2 separate regions of the Mus musculus genome follow, and region 1 is linked to region 2. Evidence: chromatin contacts called from public Hi-C data. All regions are on one chromosome and are shown on one strand. Each heading gives the region's core, a stretch centred on a gene start, on an enhancer-like site or on the middle of the called end of the contact. The rest is flanking DNA. Distances are from core to core; before and after follow the strand shown. Region 1 has its middle 53 kb from the start of Gm35756. Region 2 has its middle 28 kb from the start of Gm35891.

Region 1 (2,700 bases), core at 77-2,576, 170 kb before region 2:
CAGCCAGGGCTATACAGAGAAACCCTGCCTCAAAGAAAAAAAAAAGAAAAAGAAAGAAAGAAAGAAAGAAAGAAAGAAAGAAGGAAGGAAGGAAGGAAGGAAGGAAGGAAGGAAGGAAGGAAGGAGAGAGAGAGAAAAAAAAAGAAAAAGAAAAACGTATTAACATCATTATTCCTAATGTCCAAATATTTTCAGCTTTCTACTTGCTAAACAAAGGTGAGTCCACTTTGCACCCTCCCTTGAGATTAGAATGGTCATATATGACTTGCAGGAGCTTATGGGATGTGAGAAAATGGAACAATTGGTATGTCCAGACAGATTTAAGAACAGGTGAGTGATATGCTGCAGTCTCATTTTCCTTCTATGGTGGACTTTAAAAAATAGCTATAAATTCTCTGAGTCTTCTGACATCAAACGCTGGAACTTGTTTCTTCCCTGCTATCTGAGCTAGCTCACAAGAAGCCTTGGCATATGACCTCTCATTCTTACTTGGGACAAAGCTGAGGTGCACTCAAGGCCAGGACAGATTCCATTAAGGATGAAACACCTTAATGAGACACAGCTTTCCCAGGGATCCCCAGCCGCGTGAGTGAGACCAGCGAGCACCAAATGCCCCTCCCCACACACACACACACAGAGACCAACCAATGTACTCAAGTGGCCAGAATAACCGTCACCCAAACAAACACAAGCCAAGTTGCAAATTAGCAAATAAATGAATAGTGATTTTTATCACTACTAAGATAAAAACTTGTTTGTATTTAACAACAGTTAACAGAGACATTAGCCTTGGCAACTAACTCTAAAAGTGTGTATTTGGCATCCATCAGCCTGGGTCTCCTAACCCAAAATAACTACTGTAATAGCACTAAGAAATAATCCTTTGTCAATTAAGACATGGAGAATTGTTTTTAATTGTTTTCTGTGTGTCTTTGTCTGTCTCTCCCTCCCTCTGTGTGTGTGTGTGTGTGTGTGTGTGTGTGTGTGTGTGTGTGTGTGTGTGTGTGTGTATTTGTGTATTTGTATATTTGTGTATACAGGTAAGGCCAGAGATCAACCTTGCTATTTGGAGACAGTCTTTCTCTGGCCTGAAACTTACCAGGCTACTCTGACCCAAGGATCTCCCTGTGTCTTCTTCCCCAGTACTGGCACCACGAGTGCCACCACTCCCACAGATGCCTCTTTCACATGGGTCCTGGGAATGGAACTCATGCGGAAGTCTACTGTAACACTAGAAATCTAAAATGAAGGTTACACCATGAGACAGGCAGGAAATTACTCTCAGAACCTGCAATGTTGGTGATATTGATTGCCCCGAGACACAGTATTTGGCAAAATATCCACCTGAGCTGCAGTTTGGTGAGAATGTCCCGCAAGTGCTCCTGTGTTGAAGCCCTGGCCCCTGTTGGGTACATGGCTGGTTTTACTCTGTTCTACATTCTCCACCATAATGTGGTCCAAACAATGGGGCTAGTGATTCCCAGACCCCACCCCTCCAAAACTAAGAGCCACCTCTCCACTGACTATCTCAGATATTTTATGATGGAAAGCTTGTTCCCACAATCTGTGAAAACTCATATGACAGAAAACGTATGAAACGGTGTGCCATTCTAAGGAAAATGAACACGATACAGGGGAGAGTCCCTTAGCCAGCCTACAATGTGGACGCAGAGCATGGACTTGAAGCACCGCAACCTCCTGTGTCTAAGACACTGAAACATTAGTAGCTGACTGTTACAAAAGCATATTCCAAGCATCCCGGGAGCCCTAACACTAAAGTAATGTTCTGTTAGCATTTAAGGGCAGAGGGCGCCCCATCACTACTGTGCCAAGCCGGGGGGGGGGGGGGGGGGGGGGGTTGTTCACCACCAAGGGGAGCATGGGAAACACTGGGCTGAGAGAAAGGACTGGGCTCTGGAACGCTAGAAAATGGGACCGGATACCAGACGTTCAGACCTCTCCAGTGAAGGAAGCACCGGGCTGCCTTGGAGTATAGGAAAGAGAGCCCCCTGGAGAAAGCTTAAGAAGGGCTAGTTCGGGATTTTCCTCTCTTTCCTGGTCAAGATTTCACAATCTTCCAATCGTTTTTTGTGAGAGTTTTGCAAAGTCATTGTGAAATTGTGGGGTTCCTCACCCTGGGTCACTTTTTGTTCAATAAGTAAACAAAGCAACGGTCTCTGGCCACACTTGGTTTACGGGGATCTCCCTTCCTAACCTGTCATCTCCCTGTGCTGTTCTGCACGTGCTCTGTTCTGCGCATGTGCCACACACACACACACACCCCCACCCCTACCCCCACCCCGGTGTTCCCTTTTCCCTATCGTAACACGTAAGGGTAATGTTCTCTTACCCTCCCACGCTCTTCTTCAAGACCACATTTTCAAGTCTCCCCATCTCCTTTCTATTATCATGAACTTTGCACACGCTCGCTCCGGAAACACAGATATCCGTGTATAAAAGTCAGAAGCTGAGATCCTCATATGAGGAGAAGCACTCCGCATTTGTCCTTCTGAGCCTGGGTTTGTCACCCCACTTACAATTTTGTTTTTCCGTTCCATACACTTTCCTGAGATTTTCATATCATTTTTCTTTATGGTTGAATAAAGTCTCACCGTGTCCATGTACCACTTTTTTATCATCTAATTATCTGTTTATGGACATTTAGGATGATTGGATTTCCTTCTTCTTTATATAAAAGAG
Region 2 (2,700 bases), core at 63-2,562:
CACGATACCACATTGCTGGCTTTCCCTCTGGGGCAAGGGACAACCATTAATGGCAAAGGCCTGACTCACGTCTCTCTTCCACATATCCTTGAGAGCAACATCCTACAGAAAAAGACAAAAAAAGAAAAAGAAGAAGAAGTAATAGGCAGAAATTAGAGGCATTTTTCTGTGCCTGTGCTACAATTTTTCAGAGAACAAGGCTAGCTAGCTTTCAGAAGGATCAAATAGAATTTGAAAATCACCCTGCTTTATGTGGCAAGAACTTCAAGAATATCAAACATTTCTTGCCATTTGCAAGCAAATGGGTTAGAAGATTTTTTTTTCCCCACGATTATCTCTTCCAGAAAAGAGCAGTTTCAAACCGCAGAAAATGGACGTTACTGAGAAAAATAGCCTGTTTCAGGAGGGCGAGAAAGACCCTGAGATATCTGGGAAACAGAGGTGGCATGGTTTTCTCCTCCCATGCGTAGAAGTTCCAAACGCAGGAGAAGCTCATTTCAAGCAGAAAGCTCTTTCCAAAGCACAAATATTGGAAAAACAGACCAAGACATCAGCGCATTCTAAACACAGCTGTGTTTGCCCACGCCTCCTGCCTGCTAGGTCATGTTTGATTTAACCTGGCAGCTCAGGGGGAGGTGAAAGGCCTCTGACTACCCAACCTACGACTTTACTTCCTCCCGTCATCATTGTTGACGTTGCATATAGCAAACTGACCTCTTATTAAATGTTGCAGCCAACAAACAGGTTTTAATAGTCTTTTGCTTTTTCACACTAAATGTGTTTTCAGATGGCTGTCATTCATATTCATTCCAAGGACCAAGTTGCCCAGCCACCTGCTCTGAGCACGACAAAATGCTCCGCTAGGGGGCGTTGCTGCCTTTCCCAACCCACAAATGAAGCACGTGATCCGAAACTGTGTCCATTAGTTCTGGAAAACAGGATGTAGGCCTGCCAAGCAGTTCAGAGGATGGTTTTAAGCCTTCAGAGTAACCTGAGATGAGGGACCACAGACGGCAGGGAAGTGTAAAACACGGGGCTGTCACCGGGATAATGAAGGGTACCCTGGCTGCACTGGTTATCTTAGCCTGCATCAGGAGCCTAGGGAACAGACAAGAGAGCACTTATGGTACAGTGTCAGCCCATCCCTAGTCAGGGCCCTGAGGGTAAAACCGGCTGAGCATCAGCGTCCAATAGATAACAACAGAAGCCATTATCTCTCCCTGGCTGGGCTGCCAAGTGCAGGGGCCAGGATTGCCTGGTGTTTGCGGTTTCCATAGCAGCGCTGTTTCGTTTCAAGCTGGCAAAGTACACAGAGAGGACAGGATCAACATTGCAGCAAATGACTCGAACAACCTGAGTCCTGAGCCTCGGAGCTCTCAGCAGGCTTTGCCCTTTTGGAGTCAGGGGTGGGGATGAAGATGGATGCTCTCCAAGAGGCGACTGGAAACTAACAGCTCCTTCAATCAAGCTCAGCAGCTGCCTGAGCACTGTCACCCACCCAAGGTCACCACTTGGAGCCTCTCGGCCTCATTTCCCAGAACTCTAGAAGGTGCTGTTAACATGGGAGAGACCCCCACACAGGCAGATAGGCTCCTCTGGCATCTTCTACCTGGCATTTTCTGAAACCTTTCTCCTCCTTCAGCTGGCCAAGGAGACACTTTCTTTCTTTCTTTCTTTCTTTCTTTCTTTCTTTCTTTCTTCCTTCCTTCCTTCCTTTCTCTCTTTCTTTTTTAATTAAATGTTTTCTTCATTACATTTCAGATGAAATCCCCTTTCCTAGTTTCCTCTCCCAAAATCCCCTATACCCTCCTTCCCCCCCTCCCACTCCCCACTGCTCCCCCAAGCCACCCACTCCCACTTCCTGACCCTGGCATTCCCCTATACTGGGGCATATGATCCTTGCCAGACCAAGGGTCTCTCCTCCCATTGATGGCCAACTAGGCCATCCTTTGCTACAGATACAGCTAGAGACACAAGCTCTGAGGGTACTGGTTAGTTCATATTGTTGTTCCTTTTATAGGGCTGCAAAGCCCTTCAGCTCCTTGGGTACTTTCTCTAGCTCCTCATTGGGGACCCTGTGTTCCATCCAATAGATGACTGTGAGCATCCACTTCAGTATTTGCCAGGCACTGGCATAGCCTCACAGGAAACAACTATATCAGGGTCCTGTCAGCAAAATCTTGTTGGCATCTGCAATAGTATCTGGGTTTGGTAGTTGTATAATGGGGTGGATTCCAGGGTGGGGCAGTCTCTGTATGGTCCTTCCTGCCCTCTCAGCTCCGAACTTTGTCTCTGTAACTCCTTCCATGGGTATTTTGTTCCCCCTTCTAAGAAGGAACAAAGTATCCACACTTTGGTCTTCCATCTTCTTGAGCTTCATGAGTTTTGCAAATTGTATCTGTAGCCCTCCCTAGCTGTTCTGAAACTGTCTCTGTAGAGCAAACTTACCTCTAACTCAGAGATCTACTAGCCTTTGGCTCTCAAGTGCTGGGATTAAAGGCGGGTGCCACCACTGCCTGGCTACAAACTACTATTTGCTGCTAAGAGGAGAAAAGGCTTGGTTCCAGCCTTATGCATTTCCCATAGGGTGAGAAATCAATCTAACTGCCTACCGTTTTTTTCCTTCTGACCTGTTGGGTCTTAAGTTATCTTAGAATACAAAGTGTCTCTGACATTAAAGATACTGGGAAGGCCTTGTTT

The links. Hi-C and Micro-C count contacts between places; a contact is called where the count stands out from the background.
Region 1: a contact with region 2 is called in a Hi-C map of liver, with 2.2 times the contacts expected there. The contact joins two enhancer-like sites. A contact is called at or near these places in 3 of 484 Hi-C or Micro-C datasets (embryonic stem cells and liver) and 1 of 115 datasets of contacts at active chromatin or transcription factors (embryonic stem cells).

The regions. Positions count from the first base shown.
Region 1 is chr3:50,988,850-50,991,549 of GRCm38.p6, forward strand. No RefSeq gene overlaps it. Among named protein-coding and RNA genes, the nearest start is that of Gm35756, 53 kb to the right of the region's middle. Within about 2 kb of position 1,327, at least 8 of the 459 cell types and tissues checked have an H3K27ac peak or open chromatin away from gene starts, as enhancers often do. A contact at or near this core is called in liver, where this site is marked.
Region 2 is chr3:51,155,954-51,158,653 of GRCm38.p6, forward strand. No RefSeq gene overlaps it. Among named protein-coding and RNA genes, the nearest start is that of Gm35891, 28 kb to the left of the region's middle. Within about 2 kb of position 1,313, at least 170 of the 459 cell types and tissues checked have an H3K27ac peak or open chromatin away from gene starts, as enhancers often do. A contact at or near this core is called in liver, where this site is marked.